Linked DNA regions of Zea mays: region 1 is linked to region 2. Evidence: chromatin contacts called from public Hi-C data. All regions are on one chromosome and are shown on one strand. The core of a region is the stretch at or near the end of the contact, and the rest is flanking DNA. Distances in the headings are between cores, read along the strand shown. Region 1 holds the start of LOC100278125. Region 2 holds the start of LOC103635772.

The links. Hi-C and Micro-C count contacts between places; a contact is called where the count stands out from the background.
Region 1: a Hi-C map of leaf shows a contact between it and region 2, with 4 times the contacts expected there. The contact joins the promoter of LOC100278125 here to the promoter of LOC103635772 in region 2. A contact is called at or near these places in 5 of 25 Hi-C or Micro-C datasets (bundle sheath, ear, leaf and 1 more).

The regions. Positions count from the first base shown.
Region 1 is chr8:120,235,277-120,242,827 of Zm-B73-REFERENCE-NAM-5.0, forward strand. LOC100278125 reads left to right here and starts at 4,951. Exons shown (of 18, transcript NM_001349967.1): 1 at 4,951-5,148; 2 at 6,316-6,385; 3 at 6,448-6,912; 4 at 7,003-7,149; 5 at 7,258-7,371. The coding sequence starts at 5,105.
Region 2 is chr8:119,984,168-119,990,754 of Zm-B73-REFERENCE-NAM-5.0, forward strand. It overlaps LOC103635772, which reads left to right and starts at 5,151. Exons shown (of 4, transcript XM_008658152.3): 1 at 5,151-5,469; 2 at 5,592-6,036; 3 at 6,139-6,587. The coding sequence starts at 5,631. It also overlaps the pseudogene LOC109941553.

The sequences.
Region 1 (7,551 bases), core at 3,701-6,200, 250 kb after region 2:
CTGCAATTCTGTTGATAGAGGAGAAGCATCATCGAAAGCAAAATTTCCATGATGGAAATCTTCATACCAATCGTCCTCATTGTAGAAGCCTTCCTGATGAAGCTCTTTGCGCGGAGGCCTTCGGTTCTGGTCATCTTGAACAAGATGACGAACCTCTTCGGAAGCTTCATCTATCTGTCTCTGAAGATCAACTAAACGAGCCATCTTCTCCTTCTTTCATTGCACCTGTTGCTGAAGGATCTCCAGGTTTTGGATCTCCTGATCCAAGTCGTCTTCCGGAGGCGTTGGACTAGCAGCCTTCCTCTTCTGGCTTCGGGCCTCCCTAAGAGAAAGGATGTCCTGATTGGGGTCCAACGGCTGCAGAGTAGCAGCCCCTGTTGCTGAAGCTTTTTTCGGCGGCATGACGAAGGTGATGCTTGCCAAAGGTGTTCGGAGCTCAAGAAATGGAAGTGAGTTCACCGGAGGTGGGCGCCAATGTTGGGGCCTTGTTCTCAAATGCTATGAATTAAGAACAAGGCAACACACAATGTTAAATATCAAAGCCCTTCGTCCTTTGAAACATTATTTCCCCTTGGATATAATGAATTTCGGACGAAGGTTATGAAGGTCATACCTTCATAATAATAAAAGATAAAAAAGATTTATGCATAAAATACGGAAAATAACATAATTACTTTAAACATTATTATTAATTTTATTTCTATTCATTTTACTTATATAAACGATGACAAATTACAAATGTACCTTCGGCTTGAAGGAAAGTAAGGGTACAAGCGTGATGCCAATGCCAAGTCAGCGTGAACAGTACATGAGTACTGTTCATTTATTTATAGGCACGGGACGCAGCCCATGTAAAATTATATTAATGTCCTTTGCTTTTATCAATAACTCTATAGTAATTCTTCGAGGTCTAACTTGGCTTTTCATCTTTAAGTCGGTTCCCCTTTTCTGCTGTCATGCCGAAGCCTTGCACGTAGCTTCGTGATCGCTTCATCCTTCGTCACGATCGTCTTCCATTTCAGTCAAGCTTCGTCTTGACCATGCTTTTGTATACCTGCAACCTGATTCCGAAGACACCTGCTCGCATACTTGGAAAACATTGTCAAATTATGTTTTTGAGGACCTTCGGAAGCCGAAGACCCCCAACAGCTTCCATAGCTCCTTATCTTGTTGATGAGGGTCTTGAGCCTGTTGTATGTTTGGGTTGGCTCCTCCCCTCTTATCATCGCGAATCTCCCGAGTTCGCCTTCCACCAATTCCATCTTGGTGAGCATGGTGACGTCGTTCCTCTCATGTGAGATCTTGAGGGTGTCCCAGATCTGCTTGGCATTGTCCAAGCCGCTCACCTTATGGTATTCATTCCTGCACAATGAAGCTAGAAGAACAGTAGTAGCTTGTGCATTTTTGTGAATTTGCTCGTTAATGAACATGGGACTATCAGTACTATCAAATTTCATTCCACTCTCTACTATCTCCCATATGCTCGGATGGAGAGAGAACAAGTGACTACGCATTTTGTGACTCCAAAATCCGTAGTCCTCTCCATCAAAGTGAGGAGGTTTGCCAAGTGGAATGGAGAGCAAATGAGTATTTGTACTTTGCGGAATTAACCGTCTTTCTTTTGTCGTAGTCGTTGTCGTCGTTGTCCTTTTGGGAAGAAGTGGACTCGTCGCTGTCGTCGTAGTAGACAATCTCCTTGATGCGCCTCGTCTTCTTCTTCTTCCCATCTCTTCGTTTGTGACCCGAGCCCGAGTCGGTAGGCTTGTCATCTTTCGGCTCGTTGACGAAGCACTCCTTCTCCTTATCATTGATCACAATCCCCTTTCCCTTAGGATCCATCTCTTCGGGCGATTAGTCCCTTTCTTGAAGAGAACGACTCTGATACCAATTGAGAGCACCTAGAGGGGGGGTGAATAGGTGATCATGTAAAAACTTGATATTTAACTCACAAAACTTGATTAGGAGTTAGCACAAATAATGCCAAGTGGCTAGAGAGGAGTCTTAGCAAAACACAATAACCACAAGAAGATCAACACAGATAGACACAGTGGTTTATCCCGTGGTTCGGCCAAGTCCAACACTTGCCTAGTCCACGTTGTGGCGTCCCAACGGACGAGGGTTGCAATCAACCCCTCTCAAGTGGTCCAAAGACCTACTTGAATACCACGGTGTTTTTGCTTTGCTTTACTTTATCCCGCTTGCGAGGAATCTCCACAACTTGGAGTCTCTCGCCCTTACAAAGATGTTCACAAAGAAGCACAGAGTAAGGGAGGGATGAACAACTCACACAAGACACAAAGATCACAGCAAATACGCACACACAAGACCCAGACTTGAGCTCAAGAGACTATCACGAGTTTCACACTAGAACGGAGCTCAAATCACTAAGAATGTCGAACAAGTGCGCAAGAATGAAGTGTGAGTGATCAACAATGCTCAAGGAATGCTTGGTGTTCTCCTCCATGCGCCTAGGGGTCCCTTTTATAGCCCCAAGGCAGCTAGGAGCCGTTGAGAGCAATCCAGGAAGGCAATTCTTGCCTTCTGTCGCTTGGCGCACCGGACAGTCCGGTGCACCACCGGACACTGTCCGGTGCGGATCTCTTTCCTTATTTGGCGAAGCCGACCGTTGGCGCCTTAGAGCCGTTGGCGCACCGGACACTGTCCGGTGCACACCGGACAGTCCGGTGCCCCCTTCTAGCCGTTGGCTCGGCCACGCGTCGCGCCCGGATTAAGCGGCCGACCGTTGGCCCGGCGACCGTTGGCTCATCGGACACTGTCCGGTGCACACCGGACAGTCCGGTGAATTATAGCCGTACGCCGTTAATTATTTCCCGAGAGCAGCAAGTTCGCCTGAGCCAGCCTGGCGCACCGGACACTGTCCGGTGCACCACCGGACAGTCTGGTGCACCCAGACAGAGCTGACTTTGGCTGAACAAAGCCATCTCTCTTCCAATTTGATTTCTCATGTTTCCAGCACTTAGACACAATACATTAGTCTCTAAAACAATGTACTAAGTCTGAGAAACATACCTTTATACTTGATTTGTACTTTATCCACCATTTGACACTTAGGCACTTGTGTTGGACACTAAATCACCAAAACACTTAGAAATGGCCCAAGGGCACATTTCCCTTTCAAAGCCTAAGAGAGTTTTTCACGGGTCGAGCTCGTTACGAAAAATGATCTGGCACCGTGAAGGGGCTACTGTTGGGGTCTGCTTCGTCACCGAAGGTCCCATAAGAAGAAACACCTTCGGAAGACTGGTACAAAGCCGAAGCTATCAACCAAAGAGCTTCAGAATTCATTTCCAAATGCACCGACTTAAAGATGAAATGACCAATCGGCCTGTGATAACTTGTATTATGATTGTAAACCTTTGTAAAGGACATGAATGTTATTTTTCACAGGCTGTGTCCTGTGCCTATAAATAGGTGAACAGTACCCCTGTACTGTTCACGCTATCTTGTATTCGCTTGGGCACAACACTCGGATTTTTGCCTTCTGTCAAGCCGAAGGTATAAATGTAATTAAATATCGTATTTAAATATCCAAGTTTATATAATGAAGACATGTGAATGATATTATATGTTTGTTCATGTTATCTTTCATGTTTCATATGATTCACTTTTCATTTTCTTATATCATGATGATGAAGGTACGTCCTTCATGACTTTCGTCCGAAGATCGTTATATCATAAGGGAAATAATGCTTCGAAAGACGAAGGACATTAACATTTAATACTTTGTGTTGTCTTGTTCTTGACTCATAGCATTTGAAAACAAGTCCCCAACACGTCCCAACTTTCAGCTCTAAATCAAACACATGAAAAATGTTGTAGGGACACACAATACAAAAGGCTTACACGTAGAGATAGATCCATTTGAGCTCATTTCTAGGTTGGAGATGAGCACGGGAAGAGAAGCATTGGCGGTAGTCAAAGCTTGATGCCTGGTAATAGTGGCAATGAGCCAATGACCAATGAGTACTGGAACAGAGGCACGAGTCAGGTATTAAAAACATCGAGTCTCATATATTCTACTAAAATATCGACAACTTGATTTGTGTTTGCACAAAACAACAATTTTCTTACTCCGTATCAACCCAAATCATCAGCGAGCTTAATTTAACACTTAAATTTGGAACTTCAAACTTACGTTTAGATGGTCTAGATGTACATCTATATCTCCCGGCCTCAACTAATTGAGTGCCTGTTTGTTTCGGATTTTCGCAGCTTCTGGCCACCAAAAGCTGTTGCGGACTGTCAAACACTCAGCTTTTCAGCCAGCTTCTATAAAATTCGTTTGGGTAAAAAACATTCAAAATCAACATAAACATATAATCAGTTGAGTCGTCGCAATAGTAGTAATCCGTCACTTTATAGATCCTAAGCCTCATTGACAACTTTATCTTCCTTCGCACGTAATTCTAATGATACTCAGATTCTCTACACAGCCAGATTCTCCCTACAGCTAGATTCTCGGAAAAGCTGGTCAGAAAAAAGTTGAACCAAACAAGTTAGGTTCAAATTTGTACCGTGAACCATGAAATATAGCTTGGCTTTTTAGCTCTGGTATGCCTATCAACAACTATTTTGTCAGCAAGAAGGGAACTTGCTGTAGGTGCCGTCGGTTGCATTCACGGAGACAAAAAGAAAATCCTCAGCAAAGACACTGGGCACCGGACTGGCGACGGCCCAACCGCCGGAAGGCCCGGGATGAAACAACACGAGGTGGCACCATCACGCCGCGCACGGAGGATCGGGATCTCGGTCTCGCGGAGGACACAAGTCACGGAACCCGCACTGCGTACACCACACCGCACACTGCGACTGGCAACTGGGCCCCGTACCTTCCTTCACTTCTCCGTGTCAACCAGGAAAAGACCGCGCGGCGCGACCCACGAGGGTGGTCATCCCCATTTCTCCTCGAACCCCCAGGTCCCCCACACAACGCAGATACGGACACTCTCCTACTCCGCCCTCCCCCTGCGCCCCGCGCAGCGCACGCCCAGCCCAGTCCAGCCGGAGGAGACCAGATCAAAGCGCCACCGCCACGCCGTACTCTAGCTAATCCCGCCGCCGCGCCGGGGTCGCGAGGAGGAGGATGAAGCCCAAGAGCCTCCCGTTCATCGCCTTCGAGCACAAGCGGTGCGTTCCCGTCACCCACCCGGCCGGCCACCCCGCTCTCGTCGCGTTTCGGTAGCTTCCGACGGGTTCGGGCTCCTCCCCACTTGCTCCGCTGCGGAGGTTCCCGCTCCGCGTCCGCGGGTTTTGACGCACGAGTACTTGTGTTCGCTTCCCGGGGATCTCGGCCAGTTGCGGCGCTGGGATTTCTCTTGCCGGTTTTTTCCCCTGGAAATGCGGCGGGAAATTCCGCGCGCTTGCACGCGCCCGCTGGGAATCTGGTCCCCTCCGCGAATCGGAGAAAGGGTAGGCGTTCAGCTTCGTGTGATTTACTTGGTGGAACTGCCCGAATCGGGAGCTCTGCAGTGCTCTGCCGTTTGTCTTTTCGAAAAGATCTGGAGTTTCTGTGGCCGTTTCCTGCACTAGGACGGGCGGTTTTTAGGTTTCGTTTTGGCGGGACAGCGGCTTCTGGAATTATGTCGTGTACTCATCAAATCCGGAGTGAATATGACTAGCTATAGCGAAGTAGCTCTCGCTGTTTTGAATCTGGGAGGGATGCGCATGTAGGACCCTCGAGTTTCAAGCGCTAGGTAGCTGCATTTTAGTTGGAACACTCCTTTCTAGAGATGGCAACGGGGAATTCCCCATCGGGTTTTGGCTCCCCATCCCCGTCCCCGCGATGAAAAAACTTCCCCGCGGGGATCCCCACGAACGCTTGCGGGGGACATTTCTTCCCCATCCCCGTTACCCGCGGGGATAAATCCCCATCGGGGATCCCCGTCCCCGCTTAAATTATAATTAGATCATACTATAATTTGTGATTAATGTAAAACATTTTCACTTATACACATTGTTAGATGTAAAAATCATTATGTGTACATTAAAATGAATGCATTTGTACAACTAGTGATCTCTTGGCAAGATAATTATTTATTTTTTATCATTAACTATTATATGAAAACATCGTCACATGTAAGTTTAACGGGTCCCCGCGGGGAACGAGGATGGGGAATGCTTCCCCATCCCCATCCCCGTTTACCCGTCGGGGGAGAAATTTTCCCCGTTTACATCCCCGTGGGGGAAGAAATTTCCCCATCCCCGTCCCCTAATAGAGGAATTCCCCGCGGGGAATCGGGGATCGGGTCCCCATTGCCATCTCTACTCCTTTCTGACGCTGTATGGTTGAATCAGGGATGCATACGGCTTTGCTGTGCGGCCGCAACACCTGCAACGTTACAAGGAGTACGCTGGCATCTACAAGGTAGAAGACACACTCCTGATTTTTTATCTGCATTGTATGATCTTGACACGCTGCACTTGTAGGAAGAAGAGGAGGAGAGATCTGACAGGTGGAAGAATTTTCTGGAGAGGCAGCCTGAATCATCCGGACAAGATGCTGGTGGTAATGCTAAGGATGATGGTTCCGAATCACTGCATGAGAAGACGGTAGTTGGACCACGAAAGATTGAAATATGGACGCCAATTAGACCGTCCCTGAGCAACATCGAGCAGATGATGAGCTTGCGCATCGAGAAGAAGCAATCCTCTGCTAGCAAGCAGCAAGCAAAGGATGTAATCCATCCTGTGAAAGTTGAGGAGGGCAAGTTGTCAGAGGATTCAGACGACGAGTTCTATGATGTAGATAAGGTTGATCCGAGCCAAGAAGTGCAGCCGAGCGATACTGGGAATGCTGATGTTGGAAGCAGGAGTCAAGAAGAAAATTACATTTCAAAGGAAGAGTTGGAGTGTCTAGTCCATGGTGGACTACCGATGGCTTTGAGGGGAGAGGTGCAGCCTGATCACTGGAGCATTTTGTTTCTTTCTTTTACTTTCGATTTGTTCAGTTCATTCAGCAGCTGTGTGATTTTCTGGTGACAGCTATGGCAAGCTTTTGTTGGTACTGGAGCTCGTAGGGTAGAAGGGTATTATGATAATCTGGCAGCAGAGGGTGAATTAGATAACAAACGTTCAGATTCTCGAACCTCGGAAGGTGTTCACGAGAAGTGGATTGGACAAATAGAGAAGGTAGCTGTTTATGTACATTTTCACGGGGAAGCACCTTGTATTTTTTGGATAAAATATACTGCTGTGCTGGAAAGTCTAATAGACTCCAATATGTACCTTCCCTCATAGGATTTGCCCAGAACTTTTCCTGGTCATCCTGCTTTAGATGAGGATGGAAGAAATGCTTTGAGACGCTTGCTTATAGCTTATGCGAAACACAACCCATCAGTTGGTTACTGCCAGGTAAATATACCCATAACACATTGATCCTCATTATTTCTTTTTATCTTACCAGAGTGGATTGCTTATATATTATATATATAGTTAGTTAGTTAGTTAGTTACCACCTCACTCCACACAAGTGAACCTAAAACCAAACATTCAATGCTTCCAACGATATGAATTAATTGCAGTCTTTCTCAA
Region 2 (6,587 bases), core at 3,901-6,400:
GCTTCGACGTCCAACCTACAAAATTCCCAGCACCCCGACATATAGAAACACACCTGAGAACACTGTCGTCCTTGACTTTACTCGCCATAGTCCACCTACTCACCCTTGAGGTAGTAGAAGAGTTCACGCGTCTGCATCGCCAGGAACAATAAACTCTCAGCGATCTATATTCAGGGGAACATAATCTTTCTTGTTCACAGACACGGAGAAGATACCAAATCATAATAAAAAACATAATGGGCATGTGATTTCAGGGAAGCATTGGCTCCAGTGATCTTGGTCTTCTTTGTTCTGTTGAGCACCTTCCTCACCTCGTTTGCAAGCTCTATGATCGAATCATCTTCGTGGCCTGAAGAGGGGCAGCATAATCACGATTTGATGTTTGAGTCTAGGATGTAAATACTGACTTTGCAGAAAGGACATACATGAACTACTCCCAGGTAATACCGTATTTTATGTAACACATGGGGTATAAATAACAGATATTCAGATTGTTAACCACTTAAAAATGTAAAAATAGGTTCTCTTACTAATGCTGGCTAATGCCTTCTCCATTGAGAACAGGTAATCCCTATTATAGCCAGTAGGGCCATTGGCTGTAGCAATTTGCCTGCCATTGCAAACAAGATTGTAGAACAAGTCACAATTTGATGCTTGCTCAGGTAAAATGCCCAAAAGATCAATAGAGGGGTGCAATGTCTCACCTTGCCATATCCTGCAAAGGAGCAGGGCCAAGATAGTACTTGTTGCCAATTGGATCTGGAGTGGAAACGAACTTGCATGAACACCAAGTTATGAGTTCCACAGAGCAACATCAGCAAATAGCATGGAATTGGTATTTTTGGTTTTGGAACTTCAGATCCTTAAACTAAGACGCCCGTCATAGCTGGTTTCAAGGGATCTCCTTCCTGAACATGCATCAAGGAAACATGAGAGTTCTGAAAGAAAAAGCAGTTCAAAGCTAACTGTTCATACATTGTAGAAATCAATGGATATCTTCTGGTCGTACTCACACTCTCTTCTCTCCAAGTACTGAAATGAAGGTGAAATTTCAGCGTAATTCTAGTTTTTTTGGAGCTGCAGAACATGGGAGAGAAAAAAAATTAGTGCACCTGCATTGCTTTTAACTCTTTTTCTGGACCACCCTTGACACAATATGCAATTCCCCAGTGAAAAAAAAGTTAACTGTAAATAAGACCAACATAACAAAATTATGGGAATCTTAAATGTGAGTAGCATCTGATGAAAAGATCTTTAAATGAGCATATCATCATTCATCAAAAACAAAATCAGAACTAAAAAAATGCGCATCAAGAATTTTATACAAAAGAGTAATGAATGGAGTAGAAGACAAAAAGGCCAATCATGCTCTCTAAATAGATAAGAGATCTTGAAAAGATGAATGTAAAAACGAAATATTATGAATGGTTACCAGTTACCAGGTTACACTCTGGAAAGTAAAGTTTCATTGTGTGACTTAGTTGTGGTCACTCCAAGTATTCACAAACAAGTGCAGTCAGTAACCTACCTGCAATTTAACAGACATCCTCTCAGGTGGTCTCTGGTTGAGAACCATCCCGCCTTGTGGGTTCTGAACCTGCTGCCCTTGAAGCAGTTTCTTCGCTGAAATGAGGATGTAATAGTGACAGTGGGTAAACGATTGAGCAGCAGCACACTGTCTGTGTGTTTAAATGCTAGTTATTCACCAATCTCATAGAACACGTCGTTCACATTGGTAGCTGTTTTGGCAGAAGTTTCCATGAAGAAGAGACCATTTTCTTGAGCGTACGCCTTTGCTTCCTGCAGCATAGGATAATGTTACCTAATGTATTTTGTTTTGGTTCAGTAGACACCATCACGATCAAACGAGAGGAAGACAAAAAAACATTGCTGCTATCATGCACCAACATTTTCATGCTCCCAGGTCCCAGCTTACACGAGACATCAAACTGGAAGTAATCACTAAAAAGACATTCTGTGTTCCCTACCACTCTGCTTAGCTCAGATGTTGTTGCCAGATTACGACAGTGATGACTGATCGATGACATGATCAATAAATAGCTAAGCTAACCTGTTCTGCAGTGTCCATCCCTTTTGCCATGAGCACGTCGACGACTGCTTCCTCGAGTAGACAGGCCACATGGAGTGAGGTCTCCGGGGAAACAGAAGTTTAGGCTCCATTAGGCGGCAAAACATGTGCGAGCGGACCTGTGCCACTATCGTAGTCGGGGCCGAGGACTGGCAAGGCGCCGCTGCGAAGTACAAATATATAGCATAGTTAGCCCTCTAAAATACTTTAGAACCAAAATCTCACAAAATGAAAACACTGGCCTAACCGAGGCACAGGTTACAACAGACATCTGAAGATATTTCCAGGCCCTAAACGCAGATGGCATGGCATCCTGCTTTGAGAAACACGAATTTTGTTCCGCGGTGCCATTACCGTTGGCGCTCGCTGCCGGCAGCGGCATGCCTAGCCCCAGCCCCGCGGCGGCGAGCTTGGCATGGATGCGGGGGCGAGCTTGACATGGATGCGGCGACGAGCTTGGCATATAAGTAGTTCATCTACAACAGTACAAAAACATCAATACCAAGTGTCAAAAGAATTGTACAACAATGGTTGAGGAAAGAATAAAAGCAACAGAATTGTTGCGGGGCCTCTCATGTATTTGTGTGTGCCCAGCAACCCTAGAAGGATAACGCATAATTAAAGTTCATACACACACATGTATATACAAACCGTCATTGGTTTATCTAGGTTCGCATCAATAGAAATTCAGCACAGTGGTCCTAAGCAAGGCCTATATGTAGCACTCTTAAATCTTAATGGTACATCTGTGCAGATCACCCACACAAAAATGTACTCCCAGCTTCTAGATTCTAATGTATCATGATTACTACTGTGCTTTCTATAGACTGGCAGTCCCAGTGCAAGTAAACTGGGAGTAAATTACATTTTATATAAGAGAAGACATAGTTTGATGATGAAAAGCTTTCTGCTGTCCACCATGCACTATAGGTACAACAAAATCGACTAAAAAGTTGCAGTAGCAACGCAAACAAGTGAATCAAGTATTAAGTATACTACAGGTTCCCAAGTCTCAATCAATACACTAAAGTGCTAATCAGCATGGAGTAACCAATAAATGCATTCGTTGGGACAAAAACAAGAAGACATAAGCACGCTTACCCTCGTGGAAACCCTGAGCAGCAGAGCTAGGACAGGTCTGCACACAAGAGAAAATGTTACCAGTAGGATTAGTCAGCATTCACATTCCTCTGGACGCAAGCAAAATCTAACCTAATGCTGTGGAGTCGCACATCAGTGTCCAGCTACTTGTGAGAGCGCAATCCACCTCAAGGAGCATCGCGGGATTCACATTCCACAGTAGAAGCCTGACAACGGGAGCAAGGGGGCCAGGGGGTGTAACAACTGACCTTCTCGCGGTCGATTGGTTCGGGGCGGAGGCGCGCCATCGGGGGCGGACCACGGTGCTGCATGCGAGACTTACCGAACCCCAAAAAACAGGGTGCTCGATGACGACATCAATCTGGGGTGACCTGAAGGAGCCCGAGAAGCCGTCGCAGGGTATTCCTGTTCCTACCGGCAGCAGGGGAGGAGAAATCCGTGGGCGCGCGGTTGGAGCTCTCGGGCATCGCGCAATCGCCAACTCGTTGTACCCGAAGGCGTCGACGACGCAGTCGAAGTCGGTGGCTGGCGCGAGCGACGTCGCCAGGTGGGTGTTTTCGTTTACCTATCCCACCCAGATCTGGTAGGAGTAGCGAGGTTTGGGAGGAGGACATACCAGGGTCGAGGCGTAGAGGTGGCGCTCCAGCGGTGACCATGGCGAGGGGGAGGGTGCGCCCTGCGGCGGAGGTGGAGGCGATGGGAGGTCATGGCGGCGCGGTCGTCGTTGTCGGGGGCCGTGAGGCATCTATCGCGGCAGGGGCAGGGCCGCAGGGGACGAGCAGCGCGGTAGAGAGAGGAACGTGCGGGGAAGGTTAGGGATTGGGGTGCGGTCGTGCGGTGGAGGGGAATGGAGCGTGAGAGACGCAGATGCACGATAGGATACGGACGGTCCAGATTGATGGACGACAGAACGAGGGGAGGCAAACTACTATTGCTTACTTAATAAGTAGTAGAGATTATACTTGCTCTATAGCAAACTTAGTATATCTCAGTCCCTTTCTTGTTTGAGTGAATCTATACAAACTTGTGTTAGGAAAAACTTTTGTTCGTTGTGGTTTTAAAGTTATATATATATATATATATATATATATATATATATGCTATTTTAGTAGTGAGATATATGGTCTAGACATCTTGGTGAGACGTTCAAGGAAACCCTTTTTTAGTGTTTATATTTATACTATATCTATATGTGAGACAATTCTTTTATTTGTTGTATTTGTAAGTTATATGTGCTACTAACACAATGTTTGTGCGTTGCGATCGCTATATATTACATAGTTAGATTTTATTTAACTTGATCAGAGGATGACCTAACTCGTTGTCCATTGAGCCCGTTGTTCATTCTATTTATCCCATAGTTGTATTTTGTTTAACCTCGTCTGAGCACGATCTGGCCTACCGTTGTCAATTAAGTTCATTGTCCATTGGTTTCTCTTGGAGAGGTTTGGATAGGGTTAGGATAGGGAAAGGGAAATAGGATAGGATAGTTTGCACCAAAAATTGCACCTTCCTTGCATATATACATTTTATATATTAAGAGTTTTGTTGGGTCTTTAATAACTTAAAACCTATCAATCGTCATCCACCGCCAGTCTCACCCATCTCTTCCAGGCATCACCTCTTCGTCCTCTTCAGTCTCATAGTTTTTTTTTGCTTTATTGCTCACGTACATTGGTTGGTAAAAGCAAACTTCACTCCCTTGATGCAGATTCTTCTCTTGTTTAGCTAGCTATCCAGAAGATATAACTTATGCAATCAATTATATTGGTGTAAATGTGTAATTAAGCAATCTCGTGCATTCAATCGTAATATAACAGTGATTGCTATTTTATATTTAACCATTTCCACCTAAAACCTACCAGAATGGTACTAGCTTTTAGATAGATAAAAAGGGTCAATCAGAATCCCATTTTACATTTCTAGATGAACCTACCAGAATGTTTAATGTGATTCTGGCGTGACATGCACAGAGAAGCATTAGGAAAATACGACGGTGACGACTCACGACACGAGCATCAAAACAATCTCTACCCTCCCCGTGATGAGAGAACACAGAACAGTCTGTACCCGCTTGAGCTCGGGCCAAGAGCGCCGATACACGATACGGCAGCCGAGCACACTCTTCCCCTTCCTGACCTCCACTTCCTAGCTCGGCCCCGGCTCCGCATCTATCTATCTCTCGCCCTGCCGTCTCCGGAGACCGGAGCTGCTCTCACATCCCCACGCGCGCGCCCTCGACCCCGACCACGTCCCCCGCCCGCTCGGCGCTCGCACAGGTAAATTCCGTGCTCCCCCGCACTGATCCGCTCATAGGGTTTCGGCGCCCCGCCGGATCGATGAGAAACTCCGAGCTCCCCCTCTCGCTGACTTCCTGCCACCGCTGTTCAAGTCCTTCCAGATTCCCTCGTCCGGGGAGCGGCGCTGAGGTCTCGCACCGATGAGCTCGGGGGCCATCGGGGCCTCGGATCCTGGGGGTGGCGAGACGAAGCCGGTGGCGGGCGGTGACGTCACGACGTCGGAAGCTGCGGGCGAGGTGCCTGCTTTCGCCGCCGATGTGAAAGTGGAGGGGAAAGCTACGTTGGCGACGGATGTGGATCGTGAAGGGGGAGATACGGCGGTGAGCGACCCGCTCTACGCGAACGAGTCAGCTGGTATGGTTGGTGCCGAAGGCCACGGAGATGAGCCCGCGGAGGGCCTGGAGGCGGTGAATGGTGAGGAGGAGATGCTAGAAGCAGGAGCTCGTGATCTGCTCACTGAGACGGAGAAGAATCCGGTTCTTGTGGTACATGTGCCTGCTGCTGCTGCTGGTGGTGGTTCTGCCATTCCTGAACATGCTGAAGCCGGTAAGGAGACTGCTCAGAGCCCTGTGCTTGTAGGCGTGCTGCATATTGATGGCACCGTTTTTACTCATCAACATCTTTAATTATATCCCTATTCCATTTCAGAATCTAACAAAGTTGAAGATCATGTAAACGTGGAGCCTGGGACAAAGAATAATGAAAGTGATAATGGCATAGCTCATTTTGATAAGGAAATACAGAACAATGTGCCTGATGACATAGAGGAAAGCTCCAAGGAACATGAAGGTGATGGAGCACCTGTAGTTGACCAGACAAATAATGCATCTGAAATGCTCCCACAAACCGGAGAGCAGTTTCCTGATGTTGAAAATAGCACGGACAGCAACCTAGAGGCTGCTAGTCTGGGTAGTGTGGATCAGGGTGCTAGATACTGCCTGCCTCCTCATGATAAAGGCGGGTTTCAAGTTGCTGATCTTGTCTGGGGTAAAGTGAAAAGTCATCCTTGGTGGCCTGGTGAAATTTTTGATCCATCAGATGCATCTGAATTGGCTCTGAAACATCAGAAAAAGGGCAGCCACTTGGTAGCTTATTTT